3 separate regions of the Gossypium hirsutum genome follow, and all the other regions are linked to region 3. Evidence: chromatin contacts called from public Hi-C data. All regions are on one chromosome and are shown on one strand. Each heading gives the region's core, a stretch centred on a gene start, on an enhancer-like site or on the middle of the called end of the contact. The rest is flanking DNA. Distances are from core to core; before and after follow the strand shown.

The links. Hi-C and Micro-C count contacts between places; a contact is called where the count stands out from the background.
Region 1: a contact with region 3 is called in a Hi-C map of leaf, with 3 times the contacts expected there. The contact joins the promoter of LOC107953215 here to the promoter of LOC107954349 in region 3. A contact is called at or near these places in 6 of 34 Hi-C or Micro-C datasets (all in leaf).
Region 2: a contact with region 3 is called in a Hi-C map of hypocotyl, with 3 times the contacts expected there. The contact joins the promoter of LOC121203456 here to the promoter of LOC107954349 in region 3. A contact is called at or near these places in 5 of 34 Hi-C or Micro-C datasets (hypocotyl and leaf).

Annotation. Positions count from the first base shown.
Region 1 is chrD07:17,633,605-17,636,310 of Gossypium_hirsutum_v2.1, reverse strand. LOC107953215 (elongation factor 1-alpha) reads right to left here and starts at 1,294. Exons shown (of 3, transcript XM_016888454.2): 1 at 1,125-1,294; 2 at 127-597; 3 at 1-50. The coding sequence starts at 588.
Region 2 is chrD07:17,608,285-17,610,984 of Gossypium_hirsutum_v2.1, reverse strand. LOC121203456 (NADPH-dependent diflavin oxidoreductase 1-like) reads right to left here and starts at 1,301. Exons shown (of 13, transcript XM_041097633.1): 1 at 972-1,301; 2 at 820-897; 3 at 600-704. The coding sequence starts at 1,112.
Region 3 is chrD07:17,930,754-17,933,453 of Gossypium_hirsutum_v2.1, reverse strand. LOC107954349 (DNA polymerase epsilon subunit C) reads left to right here and starts at 1,256. Exons shown (of 4, transcript XM_016889883.2): 1 at 1,256-1,708; 2 at 2,135-2,219. The coding sequence starts at 1,256. It overlaps LOC107954347 (pentatricopeptide repeat-containing protein At5g18475), which reads left to right. Exons shown (of 1, transcript XM_016889882.2): 1 at 1-1,059. The coding sequence ends at 909.

The DNA.
Region 1 (2,706 bases), core at 45-2,544, 300 kb after region 3:
ACGATTTCATCATACCTAGCCTTCGAGTATTTAGGGGTAGTGGCATCCATCTATACAGAAAAAACAAACAAAAATTAGCATCAAAGTCTCCCAATAACACAAATGTAAACAGATAATGATTTTTACCTTGTTGCAACAGCAAATCATTTGCTTGACACCAAGGGTAAAAGCAAGCAAAGCATGCTCACGAGTCTGACCATCCTTGGAGATACCAGCCTCAAAACCACCAGTGGTGGAATCAATAATCAAAACAGCACAGTCAGCCTGCGAGGTACCAGTAATCATGTTCTTGATAAAGTCACGGTGTCCAGGCGCATCAATCACAGTGCAGTAGTATTTGGTGGTCTCAAATTTCCACAAGGCAATATCAATGGTGATACCACGCTCACGTTCAGCCTTGAGCTTGTCAAGCACCCAAGCATACTTGAATGACCTCTTGTTCATCTCAGCAGCTTCTTTCTCAAACCTTTCAATCACACGCTTGTCAATACCACCAAGCTTGTAGATCAGGTGGCCAGTGGTGGTCGATTTTCCGGAATCGACATGGCCAATGACCACAATGTTAATGTGAGTCTTTTCCTTACCCATTCTGTTTCACTGTACAAAACCACAAGAACAAAAAGAGGGGAACAGTTAAAATCAAAATATTAAAAAAACGTACATATGAAATTTCACATGGATCATAAATGTGTTTTCAAAAGCTGCTAGAAAGAAAATCTCTAAACTCAGAGCTAGGCTGATTAAAATTCATAACTCAGAGATGAAGAAAGACATGGTCTCAACTAAGCTTATGTTGAACAATAATAAAAAGAGAAAATGAGAAGACAAGTTGTTTACCCAAGGCAAACAGTATCATTCCGAAAAAGCAAAGTAAACAAAAATATACACCAAAATAATTTCAGATCACCTTATTATCTTAGATTCGATCCAATAAAAACAAGATCTATCGCGAAATCAACATTGAAAGAGAAAAAAAATCGAACCTCAAAAATACAGATTAAAATCAACAACAAATCATAAATCTCAACACAAGATGAATCCATATATATATACAAAGCTTCAAATCATCGTCTTAGATAAAAATAATAGAAGAAAAGAAAGGATAATGAGATGAGACTACTCGCCTTGAAATCGAGGTCACAAGAGCAGTAGACGGCGAAGGAAGGAACAATAAAATGAAAATGAAGAATTGGGGTAACCGGTAAGGGCTCTGCCTACTATATATATTGAGAAAAAGCAACAAGAGCTAGGGTTAGGGTTACACAAGGAGATCCAATTAAGGCAGTTTTACGAAATTGCCCTTGTATTTCGTTTGATTGACTACAGTTAAAGCCGGGGGTTCTCTGGGAACTCTCTGGACACTATCGAAACTACTGGCGAAACGCTGTCATTTGTATTTTACTTAAATTTATTAATTAACTTTTTTATGTCACTATTTACCCATTTAATTATTTCATTTTAATTAATTAAATATTTCACTTAATTAGAGTAATTATTATTTAAAAAATATACAATTATACAATTAATTTTATTTATTTCATGTAATATAAAATAATTAAAATATTTTATAATAAGATATTAATTATCTATAAATTTTAATAGTTTAAATAATATAAGCATTTCAAATATAAAATATTTATCAACTATGAAGTAAATTTATTCTCTGCTTTGTAGCATTCTTGTCTTTGCTTTATAGCACGTTTTTCCTTTTCTCTATTTTCTAGTTTCATTGCTCTCTATTTCCACCATTGTTAAAGGATGACAGATGTGGAAGAGAATATTGCCAATCTATCCCATGGGATGAGGAGGATGAGGTGTTGTAGTTGGGTACAAAGAAACCAGATTCAATGGTCTCTTTTGATAATTGTTTTGTGGGCTCTTTTCTAACGTCGAGTCTAGTTAATTTTCAGTCAATGCAAGCAACTTTGGCAAACGTTTAGCATTCGATTGAGGGTATTTCGATTTCTGATCAGAATGAAAGAAGGTATATTTTTTGATTATATCATACGGTGGATGTAAACAGAATTAAGGCTGGAGGACCATGGAATTTCAATTCTCATCTTCTCGTTATGCACCAGTTAAAAGATGGGGACGAACCAATGGTTATGCCACTGTTTACTGTAGATTTTTGGGTTCTATTCCATGATCTACCGCATGGGTTCATGCCCGAGATGGTGGCAAAGCAACTAGGTAATTTTATTGGGGTGTTCCTTGAGTATGATGTGAAAGTTGTTTCATTGGGGTATAAAGGAATAATGCAAGTAGGCGAGTGGTTTTTTACTTTCTTTGTGGAAAACTTGGTCATGGGGAAAGTTTTTGTCTTGTTAGGATTCTCCAAGAAAAGTAAGATTTTAAGTTAGGGTTGGACATCTCCCTTCAAGCTCCGACTAGGCAAGCGATGGCGCCAAAGAGTGTTTGGCTGAAGGAGGAGAATAGTTTTGGTGCCCCAAATTATGGGGTTACCAATATTAGAATTTTGGGAATAAAGGGGATGATGCATGCTCGTAATCATTTGATGATCACAAGTACAATTGGTTATTCAATCATTCTAACAGGTAACTTGAAAACAAAATAACAAAGTAAGAATAAGTTAAACAAGATAATGGATGAAATGATAAAACTTCAACCCGACACAAACCCAAAAAAGAATCAACATTATGGAAGAACGTAACCCGTTTTCTACAAAGTTTGAGCAGAAATGGAAGT
Region 2 (2,700 bases), core at 52-2,551, 320 kb after region 3:
TTTCGCTCTAATTATGCACCAGGAACAGCGTCAATCAAACTACATGCCAAGCAATTTAATAGAAACAAGAAACCCATAGAAAGCCACCGTATTCATAGCTTATGGCTTAAATCAAATTAATATCAATCACGAATGTAATCATGCCTTACAAATGTATAACAATCTCATTAATTAAACCCCGGGGCTATACGAGGTCGAATGCGGAGTCCTGATTTGAATCCAACTCTAAAAATCAAAATCCCATAATGTGTCTCGAGACATTAACGCATGTTTCTAGAGTGGCCTCCCCTGTTTCCCTATTTTTCCTTCAATGTGAAGATGTCTCGGGACATTGGAATTAGTGGCCTTCATGAAGCAATATGGATAATAGTGATCCGCATTGAAAATAGGCATTTGATAATAATCATAATGTCATCAAGAGTATATGAAGTCATTGGGCTCCTCAAACATTGTACTCAAAGATGAGGAACATTAACAGCACTGATATAAGCCACAAAAAATGAAGAATAAAAACAAAATATAATATAAATAAATGTTGTGTGAAAAACAGTAGATATGAATTTAAAAATGCAATAAAATCAACTGTAGAAAACCATTACATTATATTTTTGGTACCCTGAATCTCCTAATCCAAACACTGCATAGTGAATTCCTTCCAACCAATGGCTGCCAAGATTTCTTTGCAGAAGAAACCTCCAAAATACCTGCAATATAATAAATGTATGTATATAAAAGATTAGGAAAGCGAAAACAATAAATTTGAGGCATACTAGGAACAAAAATAGGATATTTGAAGAAAAAAAATAGGGTTAGCCTTGCCTTCATAGAATCTGGAGTATCCCCTTGGCCTGTGGTAGAAACAACAAAAATGACAGTGTCTTCAGCAGGCAACGAATTCTGCAAAACAGTATCAAGTAAGTTACTCAGAAAATATTTTTAAATGGAAAAAGAAAAAGGAAGAGATAAATTACAGCATCATAATCGTCGGTTGAACTAATAACGACGGTGCAGGCTCTTCGCTCAGCTTCTCGTGCAATACGCTCGGCTACATCTAATGCGTTTCCCGTCTGAGTTGCGTATAGTATGAGTAGTGTCTTCGTCTTCATCTCCATTGCTAAACTTGGAGAATAAAGTGCTCCTTCTAGGGTTAATCGGAATCGACGGAAGATTCAAGAATCTGTAGAAATAAGGTTCGCGGAAAAAGTGATCGCGGGTCGGGTTAAGTTAGAGGTTACGTCCAGATGCCTTCAGAACCCTTAATTCTCTGCTTAAACTCTTTTGGCCCGTACCGTGACTTTGGTACTTGTGCTATTTCTTTTAATCTCTATTTTTATTTTAATGTAAATTACATAAACAGTCATCTGATTATTAGAAATTTTATTGTCAAGTCTAGAGGTGTCCATGGGCCGGGCGACCGGGCCCAGCCCGATGACCCGTCCGAAATATGGGAGGATTCGAGTAAAAATATAGGCCCGAAATATGGGTTTGGGTAAAAAAAGAGGCCCGTTTAGAAAACAGGTCGGGCCTCGGGCACCACTTTTTTGCCCGACCCAGCCCGGCCCGAATATATAATAAATTTTTTTTATTTTTTATTTTTAAAATATTTTTAAAATACTTTTTTATTTATTATTTTTAAAATAATTTTTTGGTGTTTATTAAAAAATGGGCCAGTCTCGGGCTTAGAATTTTTTTCCCGAGCCGGGCCTGGACAAAATTTCAAGCCGATATTTTGGGTCGGGCCAGGGCCTAGGATGCGAGCTGAATTTTTTTGGGCCCGACCCGGCCCATGGACACCTCTAGTCAAGTCGCCTAACTTATCAATTTATCTTTTTAGTCCAAAACCGTTAAAATAAAATAAAAAATAAACCCAAAATGGTACCGTTTTGATAAGTTTTAGGTGCTTTAAAGCCCTGAAGAATAAAGGGGAAAAGAATGCATTGCTGCAGGGTTATGGGAGGCGCTACCACCTCTGCCCCGCCTTCCGCCGGCTCCGATTTTGGAAGCAACATGCTCTGGTTCTACACAGACGATGCTCCAGGCTTGAAGATCTCCCCTACCGTTGTCCTAATCATGACTCTTTGTTTTATTGCATTTGTCGCCGCTCTCCACATTTTTGGCAAGATATATCGCGCCAAAGCTGGAGCTGGACTATGAATCGTGACCCAACCCGGTCTCATTTTTTTGGGGATCGATGACCTATTCTTGAATCAGTAACTAAAAATAATCAAATTACACTATTTCCCCATTTTTTTAACTTTTAATATTATAAATGATGGATGGGTGGCAAGCTTGTAATTATCTAATGTTGTTTGATTCAGTTAATTTTCAAATTTTCATTAGAGTTAGTTCACTGTTTCTGCTGTTATAATGAACAACAATCAAAGAGTTTTAAAACACCGTTTTGGGGTTAAAAATAGTTTTTTTTAATTATAAAATTACATGAAAATTATGGGAAAAAAATAATAGAAAAAAAAATACATGTCATTAAGTTAACTGCCACAGTAGTCTACCGTTAGTGTTTTAACGGTTTTAGACTAAAAAAATGAAGGGCAATTTACCAATAAAAGTCTTTTTTTTTTAATTACCGAAATGGGCCAATTTTTAATTATTTACCGGAATGGTCCATTTTCCGCGAAATCGCGTCCACGTCAGCGCGATGCCAGGGTACGCGCCAGGAAATCGCGTCCACGTTAGCGCAAG
Region 3 (2,700 bases), core at 7-2,506:
GTAAACGAGATGAAAAAATCTAAGGTTTCTTATCCCAGTCTGATTACTTACTCAACCTTGATAGGCGGTCTCTGTGAAAGTAGACGACTTAAGGAAGCCATCGAATTGTTTGAGGAAATGGTTGGTAAGGATCAGATATTGCCTGATGCTTTAACCTATAATTTGTTAATTAATGGCTTCTGTCGTGAAGGAAAAGTCGATCGGGCGAGAAAGATAATAGAGTTTATGAAAAACAATGGATGCAGCCCTAATTTATTCAATTACTCTGCTTTGATGAATGGCTTATGCAAGGAGGGAAGTTGGGAAGAAGCCAAACAACTTTTTGTTGAAATGAAGAGCACAGGTCTGAAACCTGATACAATTGTTTATACTACATTGATGAATTGCCTTTGTAGGGCTAGTAGAATCGATGAGGCGATGTCATTGCTTAAGGAAATGAAGGAAAACAAATGTGAAGCCGATGTTGTTACTTTAAATGTATTACTTGGTGGGTTATGCCGAGAAAGTAGGTTCCATGAGGTGCTTCAGATGCTCGAGAAGCTGCCATACGAAGGTGTTTACTTGAACAAAGCAAGTTACAGAATTGTATTGAATGCATTATGCCAGAAAGATGAAATGGAAAAGGCAGCTAAGCTGTTGGGTCTGATGTTGGATAGGGGGTTTTTCCCACATTATGCAACGTCGAATGAGGTGTTGATTCAGCTTTGTAAAGCCGGAATGGTAGATGATGCAGTTACAGCATTGTTTGGATTGGCTGAAACGGGGTTTAAACCAGAACCACATTGTTGGGAGTTTCTGATTGAAATGAACTGTAGAGATAGGAAATTGCTGCCTGTTTTTGAACTACTTGATGAGTTAGTAATAAAAGAATGTACTCATAATCTTCATGTTGGTGCTACTTTTGCTTAGCCTCATGTGCTTGTAAAACTATCATTGTTGAGCATTTGATTTAGTGATACGTCCATGTATTTTCTCGGTGATACTTAACTATTACCGATTTATAGATTTTTTTTTGTCTAAAATTCAGAGTACAATATATTGAAGCTGGTCCCATCTGAATTGTGTTGCAGTTAATTGGATTTTTAAGACTTCTTTTAAAAGGGAATCCAACTTTTTGTCACTCACGAATTGGTTTTGTAGCCCATTTAAAGTTAAGCCCATGAGAGAACCCAATCTACATAATGGCCTTAGATATCAGATCCATGGAGTTCGGAGTTGAGATTTTCCGGAATCTGTGAGAGAGAGAGAGAGCGCAATGGCCTCCTCTTCCAAGAAACCCAAAGAAGAGAACAGGAACAAGAAGAATAAGGAGAAGAGCAACAGAACCGCTGACAAAGACAAAAAAAAATCCATTAAAAAACCAGAGAAGAAAGCAAGTGCCTCCAAAATACCTACCAAATCAAAGCCAAATCCCGAATCAAAGCCAGACAAAAGCAAAAACCAGAGCAGCAATGGAATCCCGGTCAAGTCCCAGGTTATTGCCGACCCATCTTCAAGCTCTGAATCAGAACCCCAAGAAAACAGAAACAACTCCCACAAGAACGTTAAACCCTACAGCAAAAGGAAGCGAAAGGAAGAAGTAGACGAGGAAGAAGAAGAAGCAAAGGTGTGTAAATTTCCAATGAACAGAATCAAGAGGATAATCAAGACTGAAGATTCACATATGGCTGTTTCTCAAGATGTTGTTTTTCTTGTTAACAAAGCCGCGGTAATTCCTTTTTCTTTCCCCCTTTTTTGGGGTTATTTTCCTGAATGCCTTTAGGGTTTCCTTTGAATCTTTTCCTTCCTTTTTTATAGTCTTTAAAGTCATAAAGTGGGGTTTTTTTCCCAATGTGTTTATCCTCCAAGGTTAAAGCTTGATAATCCTTTGCTGTCATTTATGGGGTCTATGTTTGGTTGAATGCATGCCTTAAATGTATTTTGAAAAGTTGGGATCTTGAAATTGTTGGTCTTAAATCATTGCTTTAATTCTGCTCAAATTTGTTGTTTTTTAATTTTAAAAAAAATTGGTGTTTTGCATGTTGTTTCTTCTTCTCTGTGGAATTGGTATGGTATGAGCATTGTTTGATCCAAAGGTAATTATCACTCTGTTTCATATTGTTTATTGTCTAAATGTGTTTTTGTTTTTTTGCAGGAATTGTTTCTTGAAAAGTTCTGCGAAGATGGATACAAATGCTCCATTAAAGATCGCAAGAAATCACTTAGTTACAAGCACCTATGTACGTTCCTTTTTGAATCCTCCTTGTATATGTTGTTTCCTTTGCCGGTTCTATCTGACATTACCGTAGAATATTAGCATGAGCCTTGACTTACTCGACCTTACACATATTTGCTCAAACAACACTAACTATTGCCAGGATTGAAGCTTGAGATGCATTTTCGGTAAAGATAGGGGTTTTCAGTGGTTTTCTTAGATATGTTATATGTTCATAAAGATTAATATCTATTGTTACAATAATGTTTCTGAGCTAAAAAAGTCGGATTCTTATGGAATGTGATACTGCCAATGGATTCTCACGGTTTGGTCAGCAGGATGAAAGCTTCTATAGATGAGTTTATAGAAACATTAGTTTAAAATTGGTTTATGTGGCTTAGGGTTATACTTTTATGGTGATTCCTGTATTGCATCAAAATCTACCTTATGCTGTTCTCTCATTTGAATTGAAAATTTTGGATGGTTAGATTCGGTTCTTTCTTCTG